Regions from separate parts of the Mus musculus genome. Here all the other regions are linked to region 3. A link is a contact called in public HiChIP or PLAC-seq data. All regions are on one chromosome and are shown on one strand. The core of a region is the stretch at or near the end of the contact, and the rest is flanking DNA. Distances in the headings are between cores, read along the strand shown. Region 1 overlaps Tnks (tankyrase, TRF1-interacting ankyrin-related ADP-ribose polymerase). Region 2 has its middle 51 kb from the start of Dusp4. Region 3 holds the start of Dusp4 (dual specificity phosphatase 4).

Region 1 (4,202 bases), core at 544-3,043, 38 kb after region 3:
CACTTTGTGAGCCATGCAACTGGTACCATGTTCTTCTAGAGATTTGATCTTTCAGTTTAGATATGGTTGACAATAAAAACACAGCCTGATATATATGAGGTAACTTTAGGTTACAGACATCAACATCTTCTTAACTGCCATTCAATAGTGCATAGCTGAAGGGTGTCAAAGTCAGGCTAGAAGACAACACCCCAAGGGATATTTCCAATCATGCTCTAGAGAGGAAATAAAGCGTAACACACAGACTTCCAATCACAAAATGAATATAAAAATCCTTGCCCAAGCCCGCTGCACCAGAGAGGAACCTGGAGTTACTCCACTCTGGTTTACAGAGCGGGGCTGAGGAGCCAGGCTCCTCCCTGTACGGAAAGCCGCCTCTTACACAGCTGCTGAAGATCCTGTCTCCAGCATTGGTGCTCTGACTTCAACTCCCTTCCCCTTGGGTATGAGCTATACTTACTGACTAGTTATTAATATGATACAGTAGAAATGACAGGATAGTACTTTCCCCTCTATATTTAATTATGTTATTTATTACTTCTAAGCCTCCAGTGACTTATCTGGTGGGAACAGTTAAGAGAATATGTTTGGTATTTGGAAGAAACCACAAGTTTGCTCCTCAAGTTCTTGTCTTGGGGAGAAGGGGGTTGTGCATATCTAGCATACATCGATATAAGATCCTTATACTAAAGTTACTCATTCATAAGATAAAATGGCCCTGCATATAAAGTAAATGCTATGTCTATAGGGTTGCTGCCTGCTCCAAAGATTCGCTTGTTTACCTGGGATGTGATGAGAAAATTAACGATTATAAATGAAAAGACCTTTTTTCCCTTGAGGGTGGTGATGTTATAATCATATTTACATAGAATTCAATGAGTCCGACCTTTTATAGAATGTAGATGGTCAGTTTCTGTGAAAATCCAGGTCGTAGCAGTTGAGCTCCAGAAATTATAGTGTAAATTAAATTTTCCTTTCCCATAAACAAAACATTTTAGGTAGGAAGCTATAGTCTAAGTGTGAGAAGATGTTACATAATGCTATAGTTAACTAGAAGGAATTTTGATGATTATTTCTAAAGTGTTTATGGAATAAGACAGCGCAGAGACTTCTGAGAAGGAACTGTGAAGGTGGAGTGTAAGAACTTCTAGGACACAAACTAAAAGAACTACCTCGCGCCTCAGGAGAGGGAGAGGGGTATTCTCAGGCAGGACGAGAACAGCGGAATACACTATACAAAGTGTCTCAGCAAACACAGTCACAGAAGGGATAAGGGGACACAATGAAGGGTCACATGCTTGTTGATACACATTACCAGACTGCTACACAATATTTATGACAGAAAAGAAAATTCTAAAGGTATGCCGCGGAAGAATTAAGTAGACTTAATATTTTATACCTGAAGACTAGACAGATAACATCTGCACTTGAAATAATAAACACAAACTTAATTGTCTGCCCAGTGGCCCAAAAGACAGTTTCGATACATAGAAAAGCACACCACTACCTAGAGGAGAGGGCCTACACAAGGTAATATGCATTAAGTGCAACAATTAACGTCTTGACTCTGAAAAGGCTATAGAAATGATTTTGGACAAAAGAAAATCAATGGGACATCGATTTACTCAGAAGAAAACTGCAGTAAAAAGAACAACAAAACTGATAAAAAGAATAAGCTGACTGAAGACTGAGTCATTAAACTACCAAGTCAATAACATGAGAAACACGCACAGGAGGTCAGTTCCTGACAGAGAGCATGCAACAGGAAGTAAGAACAAGCGCATGAAAGCTCAGAAACAACGGCTCTCAACAAGAGGTGGGTCCCTTGTTTGAACTGGAGGTTTTTGGCTTATTAGACCAAGGTGTGTGTGTGAAGTTTCACAATTCCTGCAGACATGAGTCAGAATGAAGAGCATGTGTGTTCAAACAGTGACAAAGACCCAGTTTACAGGATTCTCACAGGACATTTCTAGTCCAGAAGATGATTGGACGACAGGGAGAGGAAGTTCTGATAGTCACCAGGAGGGCCCAAGTTTAAAGGAAGTGTCCCAGTAAGAGGCACGTGAGAAGGCAGACATGGGACAAGGCATCGTGCCAACAGCAGCAGAGACTGGAGTAAGGTGGCCTATGCGTGGCCTAAGTCAAGGAGGCTGGAAGGGCAGGGAGCAGACTCTTCTAGAACTGCTACAGGGAGTGCACCCTGCCCATCTGATTTCAGTCTTCTGAGAGAAAAACATCTGTTAGGCTACCAAGTCCATGGTCATTTGTTATGTAGCTCACCAAACTCAGTGCATATACTGACTAAATAACAGACTTGTGCAGAACAAGGTAACAACAAACCTGAAACAAACAGATTGAACATGGGGTAGACTGTCGAACATAAGTCACAAAATAAAGATGTGAAGTGGGCCCTAAAGCTGACTAGACTTTAAAAAGACATCAACAGCTATATTCTCCTGCACAAGCTATCCTCCCTGCCAGAAAGGCTGACATGGGCATATGGAGGTACCTCCACCTGGGAAATGGGGCACTGGGTCTGAGTGACTCTCCATCCTAAAGTTCCATGTCCACCAGTAATATTAAACTCAGTTTCATCTTCAGTGTTTACCATGGAGCATGGGAGTAAGAACTCATGACCTTTGACAACAGTCTGGCAAACAGAAGAGCTCTCTCTAGTAACACAAGAAGATGAGCTCATAAATGCCAGTTTCTTTTGGAAACAACAACAACAAAAACCAGAAAAACTGAGAATATTCTTGAGATAGTTTCTTGCTCTAAGTTCACCAAGTGCTCTCTCAGCAAGCTGAACCCTTCCTTCTCACGTCTAACCTGACACAGACTGCACTGAACAAAACTGGCCACAGAGGAAGGACGGCTCTCTGAACTGTCAGCGTCGGAGATGAGCGCAAAGTGCTGGGCTCCCTGGCTTCTCTACATGTATTTCAGGCAGCTAACAAGCAAGGTAAAAACATACACATAGATTAAACACGAGGCAAACTGCAGAACACTATAAGTCACAAAATAAAGAGAATACATAACACAGAAAATAAACAGCTGCGAAGTTTATGAAGTCAATAACTCAGAAGATGAAAAGCTGAAAGAGCACGTGAGCGCTTACCTGCTCTGTTTCAAAAATGTCCCTCAGGTGCTCAAGGCCAAGGCTCTTAAGGAACTGGCTGATGTTCATGTCAAGACCCGCAACTAAAACAAACAGTAAAATCTCTTAGAATTTCCTAATTCTACGCAAGGTCAGCATTTATGCATAACCCTATTTTTTGACACTTGCCTGTACAGATGATTTCACATGACAAAAACCAATACCAAATATGTCAATTTAAATCAGGCACTTCCAAGTTATGCTGAATTTTCTCTTTGGCATAGCAACAGTACTTACATTAATTCTAATACACATAGAATAGAGAACTAAAATATAGATGTATATATTAACTCTACAGGGAATATAATTCCTACCACCTTATTTTTATGTCTAAGACATTTATTTTTAGCTTTGTGTGTTTTTATGCTTGCGTATCTGCACGCGAAGTGTTTCCCTGGGAGCCAGCTGAGTACACTGGGTTCCCTGAAGCTGGGGTGAAGAGGGTTGTGAGCTAAACAGTGTGGGTGGTGGAAACTAAACCAGGTCCTCTACAAGAGCAGTACCTAGGCTCAAGACCATAGTTGATAGAATTAGTACTTTCAATGACTTAAAAGAAAAGAAGAAGGTATCAGTTACTATTTTGATTTATTCTTCTTCCTCTTCTTCTTCTTCTTTTTATTTTATTTATTTATTTATTTATTTATTTATTTATTTATTTATTTATTTATTTATTTATTTATTTATTTTTGGGTTTTACAAGACAGGGTTTCTCTGTGTAGCCCTGACTGTCCTGGAACTCACTCTGTAGACCAGGCTGGCCTCGAACTCAGAAATCCGCCTGCCTCTGCCTCCCGAGTGCTGGGATTAAAGGCGTGCGCCACCACCGCCCAGTTTGATTTATTCTTTTTAAGAATTATTTTTATTTATTTCTATGTGTATGTGGAGGTCAGAGGTCAATGTTGAATATCTTCCTATCTATCTATCTATCTATCTATCTATCTATCTATCTATCTATCTACTATCTATCCATCCATCCATCCATCCATCCATCCATCCACCCACCCACCCACCCACCCACCTTTGAGAGAGAGCATCTTACTAAACC
Region 2 (4,074 bases), core at 284-2,783, 52 kb before region 3:
CAATGCTATTAGACCTATATCAAGGCAGCATCTTGTAGCAGGAATACTGCTCTAGGGATGGCACAACAGGCAGACAGAAGTGCACAGGACAGACATGGTACTTCCCCCAAGATCTAAGGCTGTAGCTAGAAACATGCAGAGGAGAGCACCTTGTTGATTGAAGTAACTTGGTTTGTCAGCCTCTCTAGGGTCACTTCTTCCATCTGCAAAATATAAATATTACCTTTCTCCTTAGATGTTTTGACATTGTGTGTGTGTGTGTGTGTGTGTGTGTGTGTGTGTGTGTGTGTGTGTGTGTATGGGTGTGTGTGTATGGGAGGGTAGGTCTGTATGAGTGGGTTTGTATGTGCCTGTGCAGGTGTGTATGTGTGTATGGTGGGGTTGTATGTGCCTGTGCGTGCGGGTGTGTGCATTGATGGGTGTGTGCATATTCCTATGCATCTGTGATGGTCAGAATAGGATGCCAGATCAACCTGAGCTGAGAACTCTGGTCCCCTACGAAGAGCACCACGCTCTCTTAACTGTGGGGCCATCATGACTCCAGCCCCATAAAAAAGTGTTTTTATGATTAACAGTGCCTGAGATATGAGAAAGAATAACTAAATGCCTATAAATTCTTTCATGGTTTAAGATAAACTCTCTTGGAAAGAAAGAAAGAAAGAAAGAAAGAAAGAAAGAAAGAAAGAAAGAAAGAAAGAAAGAAAGAAGGAAGGAAGGAAGGAAGGAAGGAAGGAAGGAAGGAAGGAAGGAAGGAAGGAAGGAAGGAAGGAAGGAAGGAAGGAAGAAGAAAGAAAAGCAGAAGGTAAGAATTTAAATTCTTTCATCACCAACTGACATTTTCAGTCTCTTCTTTATTCTAAATATCTCGGTCTTTAGTTGCTCTTTGAATTGAATAGTCAGTGCCTGTTTATAGTTTATCTGCCTGCCCTCATCTAGGCTAAAGGTTTATAACAAGTAGCCTGGATTTGCCTGGGAGACCAGCTGTCTCAGAGAGATCCCTGTTGTTTTCAGAGTGAGTTTACTAAGAACAAGTGACATGGTCCCCACAATCTCTCAGCAGCATCCAAATGAGAACAAACTTATTCAAATGAGAACAGACTTATTTTCTGCACCCAAAGGGAATGAGAGTAAGAAAGAGTCAAATGTCTCCAAACAACAGCTTGGGCGGAGACCACTGGGAAGGGAGAAGGCTGGCGAAGGGGTTGGGGGCTGGGACTCATGCTGGAATCCCTGCACAGTCACAGGAAAGATGACTGACTGTCTTCACCAGCCTGGGCTACAGGATGAAGCCACATCTCAAAAAAAAAAAAAAAAAAAATCAAAGAAGAGAAAGAAGGGGAGGAGGGTAAAGAGGAGGAGGACTGGGACGAGAGGGGCCCATGGGATCTTTTTTTCTTGAATGTCTCCACATATGGGTTAATATGACTCAAGCCATGCCAGAGGCCCCAAGGATGAGCATGGTTTGAAGGTTGTCCACCTCCTCAACGTCAAACAGAAAGTAAGAAAAGAAGACGTATGGGGGAGGGCGTTTCCTTAGGATGATCATCACCATCTCAAAAAAGTCCCTGGGCCCTATAGGCAAGAGTGGTGACATTTGGCCTGTCTAGAAAACATGCAAAGTAGCTGTGGACTTCATCTTTAAGAAGTTAGCAGCAATGGAAAAACAAAAGTCTGAGTGAAGGAATACAGCTTGGTGGTAATACATTGTCTAGCACTCATGAGGCCCTGGCTGCAGACCCCAGTACTGGTGGGGGGGGGGAGAAAAAGAAAGAGGAGGGAGGGGGAGAGAGAAGCCAAGCATCCACCCCTTGAGAAGCTAATCAAAGCTGGTGAGCTGTTGGCAAGCCTACCTGAAGGCATAGGTCTCAGGGATATAAGGTCAATGCCTTTGTTTTGGGGGTATGTTGGATTGGGAATGCTTATGGAGGACTGAATTAAAACCAGCAGTTAATGCTGAGATAACATTTTGGGTTTGAAAATAAATGTGTGAGAGAGTTATATTAAAATGAATGGTCATTGGATCTTGAAAATAAATGAAGCTACCTAGGCTGGATTCTAGATAATTGAGACGGAAGTGGCTAAGGATGATGTGACAATTGTCAAAACTACTTAGAACCTTGGGCCTTTTCTTTAGTGCTGTTGTAAAAGAAACTGAGAAAAACAAAGAGGAACGTCAGGTGCACATCCTTGGGTTTCATTTTGGTCACTGGTGACTCAAACATGCCAACCTTACCGTAGCTGTGTGACATAAAAAACTGAGATTACTTGACTTTAGAATCAGACTGACCAAATTTGAATCCCAACACTGGAATCTCCTAAACGACTGTAACTTGGGCTTTAATATCTCCATGCAATATAACATATTGATGTCCTCAAGAAGAGGCCACTGTTAAACTAGATAGGGCATGATGATCATGATTCTAAGAAGAAGGCAGTTAGGGGCTCAGTGAAGACCCATATCCTTTGCCGAAGTGGAGAGAGACTGCTAGGAGCAGATGCCCAACCAGTGTCTCCAGCTCCCTTGTGCTTTGATGGCCAGGTACTGGAACCGTGGTGAGGAGAGTCTGTGCCAAAGGCTCTCGGATCTCCTTTAAGTTGGCTGCACAGAAGCCTGGCATGCAGCCCTCTTCCATGACTTCTCTCACCCTCTCCTTCCAGCTAGGCAGAGTGGAGGTGACCTTGAAGGTCATCCCAGAAATCAGGAACTGGATGACAGAAGTAACAGAACCAGGATCCAAGAACCATCCACAGAAGGGGCTCAGACTGCTAAGCAACTCTGAAAGATTCATCTTCTTCCTAAGACTTCCTCCAGAAGGCAAAGAAGTTGATAGGGCTAAGGTTAGACAGGATAGACTGTCTACACCACAGGACATACTGACTCACCGCTGTAAGACACCACTGGAGACAGGAAGCTGGAGTCTACATAAATGAGGCTAGCAAGGAATTGCCAATGGGGTATGTCAAGTTGTGTCATTTTTCAGTTTTTAAATGACTTCCACTGTGACAGCATAAGCTTTGTTCAAAATCTTAACAAGTCTGACACATACATACAAGCGCTCTCTCTCTCTCTCTCTCTCTCTCTCTCTCTCTCTCTCTCTCTCTCTCTCTCTCTTTGTGTGTGTGTGTCACACAGACACACACACACACACACACACACATACACACACAAACAAAGTTGAAAGATCCACAGACCAGCCACAGTGGGAGCATCAAAGAGGAATGAGATTTTGTTCAAATTTTTTAAACTAATGATACATGTCTCAACTGCAAAAGCAAGATGTGGTGCTTTGAATGAGAATGGCCTCCAAAGGTCACATGTTTGAAGAGGCACTGCCCAGTAGATGGAATTGCTTGAGATGGATTAGGTGATGTGAAGAAGACAGGATACCGGTTTTCCCACCCTGAAGTCTGGAAGTGGATTTTGTTAAGGACCTGGTGACCTTTTTGGTATCTGTGGAGGCAGACCTCACCCGCCTTTTGCTCTAGAGGCAGATCTCACCTAAGTCACCAAGAATGTCTACCCCAGACTCTCTGTCCCTCCTTAGCTCCCAGTTAAACCCATACTTTGTAGACATGCCATAATATTTTGTAGCCTGCTGATCTTTATGCTATTGAGTCAAGAGATCATGCTAGCTTCTAAGCCTACTAGCTATAAATCTCACTTTCATGGTCACATGTACTTTGTAAAGGAGTCTCTGTGTAGCCACACATTCAGCTTTATTGTGCACCGGGAATGGGAACTTTCCCCCAAATTGTACTGCCGTTTAAATATGCTGACAATGAGCAGCCTGGCATTAGACTCCCCGAAGTCTAATCAATCTCAACTGGGTTTTCATTCTCATCTCTTCAAAGATCACTGCCTGCATGGATACCTGCAGGATCCCCCTCAGAGCAGATGTATCAGTGGTGGTGGGCTTTGAGGTTTCAAATGACTTGAACTATTATTCCCAGTGTGCTCTGTGTGTGTCTCCTGCTTGTGGATCCAGATGTGAGCTTCCAGCTTCTCCCAGTACCATGCCTTTGCTCTGCCATCATGGCTTCTTACCTTGTGAAACCATGAGCCCAGTTAAACAT
Region 3 (4,246 bases), core at 1,131-3,630:
CGCCGCCAGGGGACAACTCCACCCTCACCCCCCTCTGTGACTCCGGTGAAATCGGCCGAGACTTGCATCCGGAGAAGTTGAGGCCTGCTGGCCTCTGGATATGTAGACTTCGGGGAGAGGCCCCACGAGAGTGAATCTGACCCGGGCTGTCGAGGCACGGGGGATGTCTAGCACCCATAGAGGGCCAGCAAAGGGGAAGCACTAGATGTCCTCCCAGCTCCCGAACCAAGAGAAACCACTTTGCCCTCCTCACGGGTGCAGGGAGCCCATGCGGCTCTCCCAGCCAGAAAGCCGGGTGCCGGAGACTTTGCCCCAGGCAGCCGACGTCACTCCACTGTGGTGGCTCCTTCCGGAACCCGAATTAGAGTGATCGCGCACCCCGGGCACCAAAATATAAGGTGCGTTGGGGGCTGAGGGGTCGCTAATATGCCAGCAACAAATTAATACTCATGTAATAGTTTATTTTTTTAACTGAAGAAAAATCCATAAACAAAATAAAAACTGCAGTGCCATTTTGGAACCCGAGGCAATAAAAATAAATCTCCACAGATGATTGCTTCTCAACCCCCATAGCCCACTGGACCCTGAAAGGGGTGTCAGGGCCTTCAGAGTGCAGAGAGCCGGTAGAAGGCCTTGAAATGAGAGCTGGAGGTGATCTCGGGCGAGCAGCTACGCAGAGAACAAAGCAAAGGGTAACAGTGGAGGAGGCTGAACAGGGCGGGAAGGACCCCAAGGCTTCGGCGGCCCTCGCTGCCTTAATCAGGCTTAGTCGCAACTTGAAATGGAATATTCGACCTGGCCGCCGCTACCAAACCCCGTAATTCCCTTGTTCGGTGATTAATTCTTGCTAACAAGACTTGGCAAGATCTCGGCCAAATAATTTTTTTGGCTCTCTGTAAGGTCCCCACCACATGCGCGCATAACCTCCTCTCTTGCCAAAATCGAGCCCTTGGGAAATTAAATGCTCCCCCCCCGAAAGTAAAATGGGGGGTGGCAGATGCTACGTGACCTGGAAAGAGGGATGCGGAAACTCGAATCGTCTCCTAGCTTATTACATTTGCTTTTATAAAAGGTCATTCTTCCCATGGGCACTTTTCAGCATCTTTTCCTTCGTACCAAATGTAGACCTTAACCGTCATTTCCTTAGAGGACGTTGCGTGTGAGGAGGGAAGCGAGGACTCCCACCAAAGAGGAAAACCTCCGGGTATTCCCCCCCCCCCCCCCCATGGTTAAAAAAGCAGGTTTTAGGAAGCTTGGGCCCGAGTGCCTCCCATTCTCTTGCACGGGCACAGCATTCGGCCAATTAACGCCCCCCTCTGGGTTGTAAAGTAACAAACCCCTCCACCTCTCTTTTGTTATTGGGCTTCGGCGCGAGGGCCTTCCCTTTCATCTTTCTAAATCTGCGTTGGCCCAGGTTCCGCGGGAAGCTATAAACCAGATGTAATAGCTCGGGATGGAAATCGATCACGCTAATGTATAAACTAAGTCCGGGGAATCGCATGGAAAAAAACAAAGACAAAACACAACCGGCCGGGCACGAAGAACGAGATTAAGTCCGGCGAGGAGAGGTCCCCAAGCCCTACGGGGTGGCAGCCGCACAGTGTCAGGTTTCTCGGAGCTGCAGGAGCGAGACCTCGAAGACTGGGGAGGCCGGGGGGGTGGGGGGGAGCGCAGGGGTGAAGACCTCCACACGGAGAGCCCAGGCCTCAGTAAGGCCCCGCGTCGCCACCCGCAACGATCTCTACCAGGATCGCCGCGCTCCGGGGCTGAGGAAGGACAGGGCACCGCGCCGCGGCTCCATTCACAAAGTCCCCGAGCCGCCGGCTCGCGGGCGGGTCGGAGGCTGCCTCCTTTTCTTCCTCTAGGTCTCCGTTTTATGAATGGGCCTGGCAGCCAGCACCGAGCGCCCTGTTTACTCCTCTCTTTGTGACGTCGAGTCCCCGTGACTGGGTGCGAGGGGGCCGGCGCTCCATTCACGAGCCGGGGTGGGGGCGGGGCGGGAAGCTTGCGTTGGGGGCGGGGCCTGGCGAGGTAGTAATGACTCTTCCCTCCCCCGGGAGAGCCGGCGAGCATTAATAAATCTCTAAGCCAGAGGAGGAAACTCTGGCTGGGGCAGTGCGTGCAGCTCCGGCGGTGCAGCGGTGGGGGAAACGGCGGAGCCCACGGCAGAAGCAGCCCTAGCTAGCAAAACACACCAGAGGCGACAAACCGAGAGGAGCCCTCTCTCGTAAACACACTCCCCTGCTCGATCGCTTGCCCCGGGTGCCGCGCGCCCGCCAGCTTTGGCGCCAGAGAAGGCTGGGACTGCTATGTAACGTTGAGGCTGCGGGAGGTGGAAGCAGGGGTGTTAGAGGGAGAAGAGCCTGGGGCCAAGTTTGCGGGTCACTTCTGCAGGCGCCCTCTTAGCCCTCGCCTGGTTCCTTCTTGTTAGCCTAGCTGGCTCCGGTGCCCTTGGCCTTCTCCAGCTAGCTCCCCAGCTTACTGCGTTTTGCCGGCGACATGGTGACGATGGAGGAACTGCGGGAGATGGACTGCAGCGTGCTCAAAAGGCTGATGAACCGGGATGAGAACGGCGGCGGCGGCAGCGCGGGCGGCAACGGCAGCGGCAGCCACGGCGCCTTGGGGCTGCTGAGCGGCGGCAAGTGCCTGCTGCTGGACTGCAGGCCGTTTCTGGCTCACAGCGCGGGCTACATCCGAGGCTCGGTGAACGTGCGCTGCAATACCATCGTGCGGCGGAGGGCCAAGGGCTCCGTGAGCCTGGAGCAGATCCTGCCCGCCGAGGAAGAGGTGCGTGCCCGCCTGCGCTCTGGCCTCTACTCGGCTGTCATCGTCTACGACGAGCGCAGCCCGCGCGCCGAGAGTCTCCGGGAGGACAGCACGGTGTCGCTGGTCGTGCAGGCGTTGCGCCGGAACGCGGAGCGCACGGACATCTGCCTGCTTAAAGGTAAACGTGGGTGCCCGGGAGAGCGAGGTGGGAGGGTAGGTAGTGTAAGGGACTTGGCGGCCTGAGCCCTGCTGGGCATTGGGAGGAAAGTACCCGAGTGACTACGGGGTGCTGGAGTCCCCTTCCTCGCGTGTCTTTGTGCGTGTCAGTGTGAACGGTTTTGCTGTGGTTTGGAGCCTGAGTCCCGGGGAGGCCGTGCTGGCGCGTTTCCCCAATCACCTGCAATCCGCACGCGTCTTGGAGTTTCCGTGTTTGTTTACGCGAACGGTTCTGGCCTGGATGCTGGCAGCGGTTCCTCTGCGCAGCCCAGCTTCAAGTACTGAGAACGCGCTCTTAGGTCCCACGGGGACGAGAGAGGCCTGGTTCGGTATAACCCCGGGAACCCTAGAGGGGGGTGAAGGAAGGTGAATGCTAGGGTAGGAGCTGTCTCAGGAGTTCATACACATCGGTCAATGAGGAAAGGAGAATTGGGGTGCAGACCTGGGGAGCTATCTCTTTTTTTCCCCGCTGCCTAAACTCAGAGCTTTCTTGGATGGCGGCCAACCCCCACTTGCCCCGGTCTAAGGGAGGCTGAAGTGCTGTATTTGGGGGGGTGGGGGGACACCAGGCACAACCGCGCCTGCTCCTGCTAATCCCGGGAGCAGAGAGTTACCACCTTTTGTTCACACATCATTCTCGACTCTGCCAGCGGCGCGTGCCTGGTTCGAGCGAACCCTGGCGTAGGAAATTAGGTGGCCGGAGAGAGGGTGGCTTGTCACATTGAGAAGTCAGACACCCCAAAAGGATCGCGCAGTATCTCAGACGTTGGCAAAGGGGAGGGACCGCTCGCCGCACCTGCCAGCTCGCTCGGTGTGCCGGCCACCGGTTGGGGAGCACTGTAGGGTGCGGGGTGTGTGTGTGTGTGGGGGGGTCGGGCGCCCCCTGCTGCGCTGCTCCCCTACCTCCGGCCACCGCATTCCGTGCATTCTTTCGCGCGGGTCTGGTCTTTGCTTCCAAAGCCTGGAGGTTTGTCCGACCTCCGCCTTCCAAGAGCCGCCCATTTCCCTGCCGAGGCTCTTCGCCCCGTCTTCCAGACTTTTCCTCTTAGTGTCTTGTCTTCCTTAAGGAAGGGAGGCCGGGAGCGAAACCCTTTCTCGCGTCCCCTCCGAACGGCACCCGGTGCGGGCGAGCCAGGCTGGCCGTGCGGAACAGCGGGGGGCTTTGTTCTCCGCAGTTGTTTCCTGACCATTTGACCCGTCAGCTGCTGGGGAAACGCTGCTGTTGATCTGAGGCTGAACTGCCAGGGCGATTTTTTTCTTTTCT

The links. HiChIP or PLAC-seq counts read pairs in DNA pulled down with a chosen protein or histone mark.
Region 1: an HNF4G HiChIP or PLAC-seq map of pancreatic cancer cells shows a contact between it and region 3. The contact joins the enhancer-like site here to the promoter of Dusp4 in region 3. A contact is called at or near these places in 5 of 39 promoter capture datasets (the 3T3-L1 cell line, embryonic stem cells, hippocampal neurons and 2 more), 3 of 115 datasets of contacts at active chromatin or transcription factors (embryonic stem cells, microglia and pancreatic cancer cells) and 1 of 9 other capture datasets (adipose tissue).
Region 2: a contact with region 3 is called in an H3K27ac HiChIP or PLAC-seq map of regulatory T cell precursor, with 2.8 times the contacts expected there. The contact joins the enhancer-like site here to the promoter of Dusp4 in region 3. A contact is called at or near these places in 3 of 39 promoter capture datasets (the 3T3-L1 cell line, 3T3-L1-derived adipocytes and hippocampal neurons), 2 of 15 datasets of contacts at CTCF or cohesin (CD8 T cells and the NIH/3T3 cell line), 69 of 484 Hi-C or Micro-C datasets (3T3-L1-derived adipocytes, the AML12 cell line, B cells and 42 more), 21 of 115 datasets of contacts at active chromatin or transcription factors (the 230-238 cell line, CD8 T cells, the HPC-7 cell line and 13 more) and 2 of 9 other capture datasets (embryonic stem cells and macrophages).

What each region holds. Positions count from the first base shown.
Region 1 is chr8:34,844,163-34,848,364 of GRCm38.p6, forward strand. Tnks (tankyrase, TRF1-interacting ankyrin-related ADP-ribose polymerase) reads right to left here. Exons shown (of 27, transcript NM_175091.3): 20 at 3,119-3,201. Among named protein-coding and RNA genes, the nearest start is that of Dusp4, 39 kb to the left of the region's middle. Within about 2 kb of position 1,794, at least 25 of the 459 cell types and tissues checked have an H3K27ac peak or open chromatin away from gene starts, as enhancers often do. A contact at or near this core is called in pancreatic cancer cells, where this site is marked.
Region 2 is chr8:34,754,213-34,758,286 of GRCm38.p6, forward strand. No RefSeq gene overlaps it. Among named protein-coding and RNA genes, the nearest start is that of Dusp4, 51 kb to the right of the region's middle. Within about 2 kb of position 1,534, at least 33 of the 459 cell types and tissues checked have an H3K27ac peak or open chromatin away from gene starts, as enhancers often do. A contact at or near this core is called in B cells, the C2C12 cell line, CD8 T cells and 14 more, where this site is marked.
Region 3 is chr8:34,805,230-34,809,475 of GRCm38.p6, forward strand. It overlaps Dusp4 (dual specificity phosphatase 4), which reads left to right and starts at 2,381. Exons shown (of 4, transcript NM_176933.4): 1 at 2,381-2,944. The coding sequence starts at 2,500.